Linked DNA regions of Mus musculus: regions 1 and 3 are each linked to region 2. The links are chromatin contacts, called in public HiChIP or PLAC-seq maps. All regions are on one chromosome and are shown on one strand. Each heading gives the region's core, a stretch centred on a gene start, on an enhancer-like site or on the middle of the called end of the contact. The rest is flanking DNA. Distances are from core to core; before and after follow the strand shown. Region 1 has its middle 24 kb from the start of Gm10789. Region 2 overlaps Tiam1 (T cell lymphoma invasion and metastasis 1). Region 3 has its middle 6.7 kb from the start of Scaf4.

What was found. HiChIP or PLAC-seq counts read pairs in DNA pulled down with a chosen protein or histone mark.
Region 1: an H3K27ac HiChIP or PLAC-seq map of embryonic stem cells shows a contact between it and region 2, with 4 times the contacts expected there. The contact joins two enhancer-like sites. A contact is called at or near these places in 16 of 484 Hi-C or Micro-C datasets (B cells, the N1E-115 cell line, bone marrow-derived macrophages and 11 more), 17 of 115 datasets of contacts at active chromatin or transcription factors (the HPC-7 cell line, bone marrow-derived macrophages, embryonic basal ganglia and 7 more) and 2 of 9 other capture datasets (adipose tissue and liver).
Region 3: an H3K27ac HiChIP or PLAC-seq map of embryonic stem cells shows a contact between it and region 2, with 4 times the contacts expected there. The contact joins two enhancer-like sites. A contact is called at or near these places in 3 of 39 promoter capture datasets (HPC-7-derived erythroid cells, hematopoietic stem and progenitor cells and pre-B cells), 1 of 484 Hi-C or Micro-C datasets (embryonic stem cells), 2 of 115 datasets of contacts at active chromatin or transcription factors (both in embryonic stem cells) and 1 of 9 other capture datasets (liver).

What each region holds. Positions count from the first base shown.
Region 1 is chr16:90,164,030-90,168,044 of GRCm38.p6, reverse strand. No RefSeq gene overlaps it. Among named protein-coding and RNA genes, the nearest start is that of Gm10789, 24 kb to the right of the region's middle. Within about 2 kb of position 2,289, at least 9 of the 459 cell types and tissues checked have an H3K27ac peak or open chromatin away from gene starts, as enhancers often do. A contact at or near this core is called in embryonic stem cells, where this site is marked.
Region 2 is chr16:89,861,376-89,865,915 of GRCm38.p6, reverse strand. It overlaps Tiam1 (T cell lymphoma invasion and metastasis 1), which reads left to right. Exons shown (of 28, transcript NM_009384.3): 8 at 497-682. Among named protein-coding and RNA genes, the nearest start is that of Gm52239, 69 kb to the right of the region's middle. Within about 2 kb of position 2,450, at least 28 of the 459 cell types and tissues checked have an H3K27ac peak or open chromatin away from gene starts, as enhancers often do. A contact at or near this core is called in embryonic stem cells, where this site is marked.
Region 3 is chr16:90,288,960-90,293,475 of GRCm38.p6, reverse strand. No RefSeq gene overlaps it. Among named protein-coding and RNA genes, the nearest start is that of Scaf4, 6.7 kb to the right of the region's middle. Within about 2 kb of position 2,280, at least 11 of the 459 cell types and tissues checked have an H3K27ac peak or open chromatin away from gene starts, as enhancers often do. A contact at or near this core is called in embryonic stem cells, where this site is marked.

The sequences.
Region 1 (4,015 bases), core at 1,040-3,539, 300 kb before region 2:
TCATTAGAACGCAGAGACTATATGTACATTTCCACAAGGTCCCGGTGATGTCCAAATTCCTGGTCCCGAGGAACACAATGTGCATGAAAATCGGTCCAGTTTTCTCCTGTTCATCACAAAAAGGGATTTCCAAGCTTAGCACCCTTGTAATACCAGTATATGCCAGCAGGTGTCAGCAGTGCACTCTGAGAGGCACGTTAGACGCTGTTCCTTTAGGACCCTAGATATGTTTCCAAAACGGAGACAGCGGAGTGGACTCCTGCCCAGTACTTTCACAGTCTTTGTTCTTTATGATTTTGAAAGCATTTGTTCACGTCTTGCTGGAAATGTGGCTCTTGGGGTTTTGTTATTGTTCATTCGGTTTGGCCTTTGGCTTTTTACACAGGATTTTGTGCAGCCCAGGCTGGACTACTGGACTAACACCTCCTGAATCTTTTGCTTTCACGCCTCAAGTACTGGGATTACAGCACTGTCAGGGCTCAGTTTTCAGATGGCGTTTTCACACATTTTCTTTGTCTTTCTTTTAGAATTTACTTTTATTTTAAAGTGTGTGTGTGTGTGTGTGTGTGTGTGTGCTCGCAGTGCGGCCTCTCACACATACATAAGCCCAGATGCCTGAGGAGTCCAGAGCTAAAGTCATAGGTCGATGCTGGGAACCAAACTCGAGTCCTCTGCAAGAAGAGTAATCAATCACTCAACTGCTAAGTCAGCTCCCCTGCCCTTTACGCATTTTCTTACTTCCAGAGGAGTCTTTGTTTCTGTCAACTCTCCCATTTTACAGGTGAGAAAGTAAAGGTACAGAAAGAATACAGTGACTTGTCTAATACATTGAAGCTGGAGGAGGGAGAGGGAGTCAACACTGGGCGTTTATGCAAAATGCCCCAGTTCGGAAAGAAAGGAAAACACTGCTCCAGGATTTTATTTTATTTTATTTTATTTTATTTGCATTAAGCTTTGTTCTTCTTAGCAAAACTAAAAGCTAGATAAGCATTCTGGGTACTCCCTGGTTCTGATTAAATGCTACTCCTGGTTCTGACAGAACTTCTGTGGGATACATTGTCTATCTTAGATAAAATCTAAGAGAGTCACACGTTCTACCACCACGGTAACTAAGGAATCCCTCTCCAGCACTTGACACCAAAGCCCCCTCCCTGGATCTGTTAGAAGCTGGTGAGGAGGAAAGAAATTGGAGCGTATCAGGTTAAACAAAGGTTTGTCTGTGCCTGGGTGTAGGGGTGTCCAGGAGACTTGATGTCCCATCTTCTGGAACTCCTCGGTTTGTGCAGCCTCAGCCACGTTGTCCCCTGTCCCTCCCAGTCCTCTGCCCCCATCAAAGGGGGCACAAAGAGGCCAGTGTCATCGTGGAGGCCAAGCAGAGTGGATTTGCTGACAGACCTCAGGGGAGAGAGAGCTGTGAATGATGGCTACTGCCCCTTCTGGCTCCAGAAACCTCACAACTGGAGTGTTTTCCACAGTGCTCATGTGGGGGCCTCAGTACGGAGAACTAGATTAAACGATATTACTGTGGTCAAACAAATCTGAGAAGTGTTGGTTTCAATGAAGTGAAATGAATTCTCTTTCTGCAGCAGGGCTTCTCAGAGCTGCTGGGCTGGGCTGGGGAGTGAACTGTGCCTCCCTTCGTGAGATTGAATAACGTTCGTCTGTGCTTGGAACACCTGACACAGAACCCTGGAAAATCGGAGTAGTTCATCTTTCTCTGAGGACTGCGCAGGCTTCATGATCATGTGACCAGAGCAGTTGCACAGGGTCCCGCAGTGGCACCTGTGTTTAATACGGTGCCATCACCACCTTGGATTCTTTGTTATCATAAGTATTGTTTTCTTGGGACACTGTCTCATGATGAAGCCTACTGTGACCTCAAGCTCACAATCTTCCTACAGTAACCTGTATATGGGCTGGAGAGGTGGCTCAGCGGTTAAGAGCGCTGGCTGCTCTTCAGAGGTCTTGAGTTCAAATCCCAGTCAACCACATGGTGGCTCACAACCATCTGTAATGGGATCTGATGCCCTCTTCTGGTGTGTCTGAAGACAGCTACAGTGTACTTATAATAAACAAACAAACAAACAAACAAACAAATAAAAACACCACCACCAACAACAAAAAATATCTGTACCGTGCTGGGATCACAGGTCTATGCCATCCTGTTTGAAACCTGTGAGGTTTGAACACGGGACCTTGCGTTTTGATTCTGTACTGGGTTGTGTAGTTTAGCTGGCCCTGCTCAGGGGTATGGGAAGAACAGATGGAGCCCAGAGAAGGGAGGGCCCCTGGTTGTTTCTCCTTTTGTTCCAGCGTCTTCTCTCCCTGCTTACTCTCTCCTGTTCTTACATTGTTTCTCTTTGTTGCGCCCTCCATTGTCTCCCCCACCCCCACCCCTTTACTCCTTTGTCTTCCACCTGTGGCCAACCAGTCCCAGAAAGGATTTAAGAAGCAGATGATTCAGCCTGACCTTGGGGTCCTCAGCCACCACCCTCCTGTTTAACCTTGCTCCATTTTCTAATGCATCTTCTTTTTTATCCCTAAAGGTTTTTTTTTGGGGGGGGGGGTGTTTTGTTTTGTTTTTTGAGACAGGGTTTCTCTGTATAGCATTGGCTGTCCTGGAACTACATTGTAGACCAGGCTGGCCTTGAACTCTCGGAGATCCACAAGCCTCTGCCTCCTGAGTGCTGGGATTAAAGTCATGTGCCACTGTGCCCAGTAGAAGATTTTTATTTTTTTTTTTAAGTGCGTGTGTGCACGCACGTGTGCACGCACGTGCATGCGTAGTGCCAGCAGAGGTCAGAGGCGTTGGATCCTCCAGTTATAGGTGATTGTGAGCCACCCAGTGTGGGTCTTGTGCAAGAGCAGAGCAGTCTGTGCTCTTAACGACCCACGCTATCTCTCCAGCCCACACCTTGCCTTTGTTAATACTCATGTTGGCACCAAGAGAAACACATTTCAAAACACTGTATGGGATAAAAGAAGATGTATTGGCTCTTTGCAACCGCAGCATATGGATGGGTGGAAACTACTGCAGGTAGAGCTGGATTCAGGATTCCAAGTGATTCTCTTCGAGCCCCTTTCCTCTGAGATCCCCACTGCTGTGGGATCTGTTATCTGGCCAGATCTTTCCTCGGGAAGTCTGAGATGGTGTCATTTGAAGACAAGAATGAATGTCCTTCAGTCCTTGGGTTACACAGCAAAACTGGAGGGGAAATTCAGAATGACCTAGTTTATGCACTTGCCCCTGGAGTGCCCTGGAGTGAGTGGGTCATGTGCCAGACTGTGTGGTCCAGTGATGATGGCTGTGGTGAGGACTCCAGCAACGCCACTTAGGGGAGCTGTCTGTGGACAACAGGCTTCTAGCACTAGCAGAATGGAGAGACTGTGTCCTACAGAGGGAAAAAGCAAGTCCTGGCGACAGACCGAACCTCCTTTGTCTTCTTCCACGACAGTCCTCCTTGCACACTCGTGCCGTGGTTGGGCTAGCCTCTGTGCACTGCAATCGCTAGCCTCCTTCTTTCCCTAAAGTGCACCCAGCCCCTCAGGCTGAGCTATAATGGATGCTCACAAAGTCCTGAGTTTGTTTTTCAGAATTCCACAAGTACTGTATTTACATAATTTCCACCCTCCTTCTCCCCTTGTTGGCCTCATGACCTATTCTTCTATATAATTATTATTGTTTCTCTCCCAACACACACCCCGGAGTCCGTTCAGTTGTTGTTCTGGGTAAATAGTTACAGCTGCTCTCTTGGGAGTACACAACCCCTCCGAGGACCTGGCCTTGACTGGTTTTCCTTTCTAAGCTCTCTGTAGCTCTTCATCCAGGGGAAAGCCATGTGAGATTTTCTCCATCCACCTTGACTGTCAACTATGTGATCACTATGCAGGGCTTTGTTTAGGTGACCATACTGTTGAGATGTCTTAGGTAGAGCTTTCTGTTCCTACATGGAAGACAGCCTCCAGCCAATGTCCTGGTCCTCTGGCCTTTACAGTCTCTCTGACCCTTCTTCTA
Region 2 (4,540 bases), core at 1,201-3,700:
CCCCGTGCTTACCGTGTTTACCAAAGCCTTTAGTTTATTTGCTTTTGACCTTTAACTGACTTTCTTTTTCTTTTCTTTCCTTGGTAAAAGCTCTCTCTTAGCCCACATGAAAGTTCCCTGGTACTGGGAATCCCTCCATTTTCATTCCTTCCATCTTAGGTTAGTGGTCAGAAATTACACACACACACACACACACACACACACACACACACACACTCTCCATGACCCATGACATCTTGGCTAGGAGAGCACCAGTAACTAACAATGTACTTTGTTTCTGATACTGAGTTTATGGTTACAGGTCTTTGTAAACAAGAGCGCATGCACCCTAAGAGACACCCCCCCCCCCGTTGTTTACCCTCTGGGATTATAATTGTGCCTTACGATAAACAGATCTGCAAGGCTCTTGGAGAAGACGGTGGCTAACGTTTGCTCTTACCTTCCCTGACCCTTTTCTCTCCCCCTGTCTCCTCCCCCCCCCCCCCCACGACTGTAGATCTTCGTTTGGGAGCAGAACCTCGAACAGTTCCAGATGGACCTGTTCCGATTCCGCTGTTACCTCGCCAGCCTCCAGGGCGGGGAGCTGCCAAACCCCAAAAGGCTGCTTGCTTTTGCGAGCCGGCCCACGAAGGTGGCCATGGGCCGCCTCGGGATCTTCTCCGTGTCATCTTTTCATGCCCTGGTGAGTAGAAGCAAGTGACTTTTGGGGAATATTCACCTCAAGGCTTACTCCTGAACAGGACCTGACAGAGATTCTGTAGCGTCCCCTGGTTCTGGCTCATACAGATTTCCAAAAAGGCTTCACTTGGCAGGTCATGCAAAAAATTTATTTGAACCTTTGTGGAAATGCGCTTACATAAATCTCTCTGGATAGGGCTGAAACTATTGTGTAAAGGAAACTCACACTCCTACCCCCTGTCCATAGTATAGGGAATTGCAGCTCTCCCACAGATCTTTGTGGAGACTGGAGGTCTCACTCTGTCATAGTTTGATGGCTGCAACTATATGGTGTGTTTGAGGAAGGCCAAGTTTCAGTGAGGAAGTAGCCGAACACTTGCTCTCCTAAAGAAGGAGGCTTTTGTCTGACCCCGAGAGCAAGCAGCAGGTTGTGTGCTGTACTGTGTTGACAATCTGTAATCTTGAACACTTGCTAAATTACAAACAGCTTTGTGTACTTTGGGTCCATTTCTGCCAAAGGGGAAAAACAACCCGTGTACAAGCAACACGTTGTAGCCAATGTAGGGAGACGTCCTCATAATGTAGGGGTACCGCACCCGTGACACATTTGCTGTCGAATTAGATAGATGTTAAATGTTAGGGTCCAGACAGAGCTGCCCTGGGAAGTCTCAGCTGAGTGACAGCTGAGCCCTCCACCGAATTCTGAGCTATAATTCTGCCCAAGGTGTGTTTGCATTCTTTGTAAATAGATTTGTATCATCATTCAGATAGTTAGAAGGAGATTTACATTTTGAAAGCGGTCTTAAACACCAATTTCTAGAGTTTGTTAAAACCGTCATATCTGCTAATTTCATCCCTACTTGCCCATCTCTCTGGCTGTTACAGTTTTGTTTTTGTCTGTAATAGCTGGGTGAGTGAGGACTAAGACCTGAACCCAGTTTTCACCAATGGCACGGGCTAGGTCTGTTATAGTTTTTAATTTAGCCAAATCTTCATTCTGTGTGGGAAGAAAATATGAGATGAAAATTTTCACTTTGCTCCTGTTAGAATATCCTAATCAAAAGTATTTATTTTTATTAACAAGCAAGCTCAGGTGAGGCACCACCTCTCGAACTCCAGTATCCACACCCCTTAAACTTCTGTGCTTTGATTTTTTTTCTTATAAGACATTGGAGCTTATGTCTCTGAAACAGACAAGGAGAAGCCATTGAGCCACTTGTCGTAATTGATTTTTGATCTTCTAAACTCGCCCTCTTAATGTCTATGAAGTGTGCACGCCTCATCTGGTGACAGGTGTGTGAAATCTGCCCCATTGAAGAAGTTGGTAACTCTGACGGGTCTTTTTGCTCAGTTATTTGGACGAATGCTGTTTAATTCCCTAAGTCTGCTTCTCTGTTGCTCTCTTCTGTTTCTTGCTGACTGCCTCGCCAGCGCAAACCTTGGTTTTGGTGTCCATGCATCCTGGCCTTTCTGCAGCAGGGCTTTGACTTGAGACAGAACACGTTAGGTCACTCTGTTGGGTATCTTGTTCTATTTTCTGCCCGGGCTCTTGAAGAACAACACAGGCAGGGAATTTCATTCTGATCCATTGGACACCCCGCCCCCCAATCTCTCCTTGTCATTTGACCCTAAGAGTCCCCTCCTCTCAATGGGAGCGGAATCATTCTTCAATTTCTCCTTTGTCTAGGATGTACCCCCCTCCTTTCAAGTGGGGCCGGAGGAGGTGCAAGGGTTCCAGGGCCAGGGGAGGGCTTTGAGCTACAATGGGAGTCCCATTCACTAGGAGAGCCTCAGCCCTGCTGAGTGATTTGCCTTCATTAACTGAAGGGTCCCCACTGTAGTCTTTGAAGAAAGGTTATCATTGTTCTTGTTTGCACGGATGGGCTGACTGATAGATAGTCAGGTGACCGCCACAGAGGAGCCATTGTCTGGGCTGATCATTGAGAAACTTCTGAGCTCTTGTCCAGCAGTTCTGCCAGCTGTTTTTCTATACTCCTCAGTCATTACTGTTTTGAGAGGGGTGGGGATGGGGCTGGGGGAGGTGGCTACCAGTACCTTTTAGGGCCTTCTCACTTGAAAGTACCTGCTAGAGTCTTTGAGCAGCCTGAGTCAATCAGCCAGGCAGGCAGGCAGGCAGGCAGGCAGGCAGGCAGGCACTGAGTGTGTTGGTAGGTAGCACAGGTTTATCTTTTCTGTGCTTTTCTTCCCTCCTGAGACTATAAACACAAGAGTTCGTTGCAGCCAAGGTAATGGATTATAAATAAATAAATAAATAGATTGATTGATTGATTGACAAATCCATGCACGCGCCTGACGTATGTCAGCTGCTAGCCTTGTGATGAGGGTTAAAAGAGCAAAGAACACAGAGTCTGCCCTACTGGAGCCTTGGGTTCATGAAGGCAAGACGGGGAGAGGGACACCTGCAGTTAATGGAATATGGTTAAGTGCAAACAGTGAGGCATGCTGGGAAGGAAATGTGCAGGCTACCACACCCCCGCTGTGATAGTCACCCCTCAGCATCCTCAGAAGAGTGGCATCAGGAGCCCCTCAGATACCCAAGGGGGTGGTCAAGTGCCTCACACCACGTGCTGTGCTCACTGTTCCCACATAGTCGGGTCTTACCCTCCCCCACACTTTGAACCATGTGCAGGCTACTTAATAAAACACGTAATGCAGTGCAATGTCCTTAGACGACATTGTTTACTGAACGGCGATGGGGAAGCTGTCTCAACATGCTCAATGCATATGGAACATGAATAATTTTGATCTGAGGTTGCTTGAATCCACAGATATGGGGTTCTCACCCCTCCTGGTGTGTAGCATGAGGGCAGACAGACCGACAGACACTGTACTTAGAAGTAGCCTTTGCTGTTTGCAAATTCACTGAGACCAAACAGCTGGATTTTTTTTTTTTCCTTTTTCAGGCTTTGTTTTGTTTAGGGTTTTAAAGTTCAGCACCATTTCTTCTGTGTCTACACAGAACACACGTGTGTCAGCATGTTCTGATCTAATCATGTCACAACCTTTGTTTGCCTTCGACTCAGAAAGTTGAGACCAGAACATCTGACATGTTTTATGATGCGTTCTTTTTGTAGGACTCCCCCCCCCCCCCACCACCAAATACCTAAAGAATAAATGTAGGTTAAAATCTTTCTCATAAAAATTCTCACGGGAATCTTGACTCCCGCTTCTTAATGCCCTGATCTGTCTCTTAAGTGCTTAGCTGAGACAATGCAGGACCCCACGGCTCTCATCCTTGGGTTTGTCTCTGAGTCCAAAACCCTTCTCCCTAATACCCTGAGAGAAGCTGTCTGGCTCCAGTCCTCATGCATGTGAGGGTCCGTGCTTGTCTACTCTCTGGGATTCTGCTCTGTTGATACTGTTGGTACCAAAGACTCAGGAAATGCCTCGTGGATGACATGCTGTAGGCTGGGAGGCCCCCTGTGTTGCCCAATACCAGTTCATCCAGAAGGTTCTGCTGCCAGTTGGCACCTGGCACGTTGGGAGTTGCCCTCGTGGGAATCTATGACAAGTAGGTTCTTAGACATTCACCTCCAGCAGCAAAGAACAGGTGGGGGCTTTCATTTCCAGTCAGACTGGCTGTGCCTCCTACCTCGCCCTTTTGAAAGGAGGTTTGGTGGGTGGTCTGTTGAGATCTCCTGGCAGGAGGGCCCTGGAGTTCCTGGAACATTGTTTATAACCTGTAGGGCAAAGTTCAAGCTTGAATGCTCTACAGACTTTCTGGAGTCCTCGGATCCCCCCACTTCCACAGCTGTCACTGTGGCAGCTTCAGATACGTGGAATTCTGTTGTGAAGTGTTTCCCTGTTCAGACGGTACCTTGGAGGCATCTCAGCAGAGGAT
Region 3 (4,516 bases), core at 1,031-3,530, 430 kb before region 2:
GTAGTGGGCCTTATAGCCAAGTGAGCCCTGGATGGTCACCATTCCTCTTTTTTTTTTTTTTTTTTTTTTTTTTTAAATGGGGCTTTTTTTTTTTTTTTTTAAGATTTATTTATTTATTTATTATATGTAAGTACACTGTAGCTGTCTTCAGACACTCCAGAAGAGGGCGTCAGATCTTGTTACAGATGGTTGTGAGCCACCATGTGGTTGCTGGGATTTGAACTTCAGACCTTCGGAAGAGCAGTCGGGTGCTCTTACCCACTGAGCCATCTCACCAGCCCACCATTCCTCTTTCTCTTCTGCTTCCTGGCCTTGTGTTGAGTGGCTTTGCTCTGCCACACACTCCCAACTTGGTGGACTGCCACAGGTCTAAAGCAATACGGATGACAGGCTGAAATCTCCATGCCTGGGAGCCAAACTAGACCTATCTCTATAAATGGATCTTTCACACATATTTACGACAGTACCAGAAAGCTGACCACCACATAGATGAATATAAAAGCTGTCTCAGGGCTGGTGAGATGGCTCAGCAGGTAAGAGCACTGACTGCTCTTCTGAAGGTCCTGAGTTCAAATCCCAGCAACCACATGGTGACTCACAACCACCTGTAATGAAATCTGATGCCCTCCTCTGGAGAGTCTGGAGACAGCTACAGTGTATTTACATATAATAAATAAATAAATAAATCTTTTTTTAAATGTTAAAAAACAAACAAACTGCTGTCTCTTCATTCCCCTGGCTTTTATGATTTTTTTTTGACAGGTGTGAAATAATTTGATAATAAAAATTGTTTGCTCATCAGTTAAGAGCACTGACTGCTCTTCCAGAGGTCCTGAGTTCAATTCCCAGCAACCACATGGCTCACAACCACCTGTAATGGATTCTGATGCCCTTTTCTGGGGTATGTGAAGACAGCTACAGTGTACTCATATATGTACAATAAATAAATATATTTTTAAAAAGATAATAAAAATTGTTGCACTAGAAGCTTAATATCAAGAAAAACAGATTCGTGTTACCTAAAGTTGTATTACAAATCAGTTCCCCAGGGGCTTCCTTGCAGCCACCGCCATGGCCGCTGCCTCCTCCTCCTCACCACCACCATCATCATCATCATCATAGTACAGCAGCTCAAAGGGAGAGAAAGGTGGAGAGGCCGCTTGTCTTTCACTTGTACAAGCATTTCTTAATATTTCTTAGTACCTTGTTCATATAAATGATATGAAATGAAGTATTAATATACTGCCTTAAGTTAAAGTTCCTCTCTTACACTAAAAAACTATATTTCATTCCTTCATCAATTACTACTAATTTATTTTATATCAGTATCTATAATTGTCATGATGTCATCTAATCCATATTCACGCTGCTTTCTTTGTACAAGACAACATCGGTTACTATAAAGGAACTCCAGTTTTGGAGAATATCAATAAGAGTTGGAGCCCCCAGCTTGCACCCCACCCCAACAGGGCCCAGGGAATCTCGTTCCTCCCCCTCTTCAGCCCCTCGCACCCAGAAAGCCTCCTAACAGAAAAGGTGACAAAAATCCAGATCCCACATTCCTGACATTCTTGAAACCTGTCCCAGCCCCCTTCACCTGAAGTCACCAGCCACCTGGAGCCACCCCACCCCATAAGCCCAGCAAGTGGCAAACAAGTCATTTTCCTTTACCTACAGTCTAGAAAAATAAACTTCCACGCCATAGTCCGCTTGTGACTTTTTCTGCTTTCGTCTCTAAGACTGACTGAGGAACTTTCCCGGGCACCCATTCCCAAATAAACCTGCCTTCTTAACTTTTAATTGGCTTATTTTTTTTCAGCGGAGGAAATCTATAAATATTCATAGGTGATTCTACATTGGTTCAATCAAGATATCCTCAATGACAAAACCCAGAAAAATAAACAATTCAAGCCTGTGTGAGCAACCACAATTGCACTGGCTCTCATAATTGCAGATTTGCAATTAAATCAGGCTTCGGAGTTGCCTTAGAACAGTGGATCGACTCTGGTGTCCTTAGTGCGGTGTCTCCCCACTATCCTGTGGCAGCTTCATTCTCACAGGTGTCCAGATGCTGGCAAATACCACGCGCGGAATGCGCTGCTGATGTCTCTCACAGGCTCTCTAGAATAGGAACAAGGTTTTCCCGGGACCCACGGAGTAGGTGATCTTGTTGCTCTTTAGACCAAATGTAGCAGATACCCATTCCTGAGCCAAGGTCTGTGCTCAGAGGAACAGCGTGAACTATGCGATGTCTAATTTTCTGAACAAGTCACTGGCAAAGGGGTTCCGGTTAGCATTCCTGTTAGGCTCCGCCCAACAGTTATCTAGCAACAGCCAGGTAGGTCTGGCTTGCTATAAAAGGGACTGTTTGGCCTCTCTTCTCTCTCTCTCTGACCTCTTTCTCCCTCTTCCCTCCCTCCTTCCCCGCCTTCATGTCTTCCTGGCCGGCTCCCCTCTCCCCCACCCCACCTCCCCACCCCGTTCTCTCTGCATGTGTCCTTCTCTGCCCCCTCTCTCTCCCTGCCTCTACTCCTTTCTCAATACCTTCTCCTCTGCCCTTAAATAAATGTAAATAAACGATTCTATAGTACACCTGTTGTGTGGCTGGTACCTTGGGAGGGAGGAGGGATGCCTCAGCACGGGCCCTCTGAGGTTCTCCCTCCTAGGCTACCATACTGAGTTCTCTCTACAAGACACTTTCTTGGTTTTTTAAAACACATCAGTTATATTGTTAAAGATCACTTGGAGAAATCTTGGGCCACCTTTTGGGATGAGATTAATTTATTTTTGTTTTTGTTTTGGTTTTGGTTTTGGTTTTGGTTTTGGTTTTTCGAGACAGGGTTTCTCTGTGTAGCCCTGGCTGTCCTGGAACTCACTTTGTAGACCAGGCTGGCCTGGAACTCAGAAATCCGCCTGCCTCTGCCTCCCAAGTGCTGGGATTAAAGGCGTGTGCCACCATGCCCGGCGAGATTAATTTTTGAAACTTCATGGATATTAGGTGACAGAAGAGGTGTAGACCGGCAAGACTGGCTCAGCAAAGAAGGGTGCTTTGCTGACAAGCCTGACACCTGCGTTCCACAGCTGGGACCAAAAGAGTGGAAGGAGAGAGCCAATCCCCCAGAATTATCCCATCTCAGGAAAATAAAAATAATAAATAAATACTGTTTTTAAATGGAAACTATGGCCAAATAAAAGCCGAACCTTGGACTAGAAGAAATCCCACATTCCTTTGTTGTTTCTTCTTTACGTGGCCATGACAAGTCACTTAAGAGGTGGGTTGATTTTTGCCTTATGGTTTCAGAAATTTTGGTGTACAGTTCTTCAGCCCCATCGCTGTGGGCCTACAGTGAGGTGGTGGTTCATCATGATGGAGAGCCAAGCTACTCATTTCTTGAAGCAAAAGTGGCAGGAAGCAGCTAGGACAAAACAGAGGACTGACTCCACTCTCTCAGTGGCCTACTTCCTCCTAAAGGCGTCTACCACCTCCCCAAAGAGTGCCACCAGGGGCTGCAGAGGTGACCCAGTGTGTAAAGGAAGCCATGGGCTCAACACAAGGCACTGCCCAAAATGAGAAGCACAGAGGGCAAAAGAGTACCACCAACTGGGGAGCGAGGAGACTTCAACCAGGTGCCTAGAAGGGACATTTCAAATCCAAGCCAAAGCAAGTCCTGGCCTCACTCCCAATGAGAGGAGTGGGAGCCAAAGACAGAAAACCACTGTTTCTAAATCTTTCATTGTGTGTCTCCTTCTGTCCTGTTCAGTGGTTTCTCTTACTATCCCAACCTCTTGTGGGTATTATCTCAAAGTTAGGGGAAGCTATGGGGCGCCTTGCCTTGTCACGCCTTGTAACGGTGGTGGTTGACACATTAGCATCGTGAACTGAGTGTGAGCAGAAGTGTGTAAAGCTGAGCCTGGCCTGGAGACATAGTTCAGTTGACAGAGTGCTGCTTCTAGTGAGCTTGGGTTTTCAAGGACAAAGACTGGAATATTAGCATTGTCGGGCAATACCCACAGCAAGTGTTGAGTGGTGACTCGGCAGGTGGCATGTGTGTTCTTACTAGAGAACCATAGCGATTCATGTTGGCTGCTTAGACAACGGCCTCTTTACAATCAGCCCTCTGTATTTTGAGGTTTAACCACCACAGATCAGACACATTTAGAAAGAAAATATATGGCCATTTTCTTCTCATGATTCCCTGAATGATGCAGGATAACAGCTACTTGCCCAGTACTGACTGCACTAGGTTGCATGCACATAGCGTGGCACTCTGGGTAAAGCACTCAAGTAGCCTCAGGCTCTGTCATACTTGGTGATACTGAGGGGCTGCACTTATTCATTTGTTCAACTGTAACTCCTTTAGATCTGCCTTTCAGTCATCGTTTTCTCTTCTCTCTTTTTTGCTTGTAGACATGTGCATATCTGCTGTGCATATCTGCTGGGCTGATAGACTGCATATATGTATGTACCTTTGACCCAGATGGCACTAGGATTCCTTTTAAATCTTGTATCATGGGG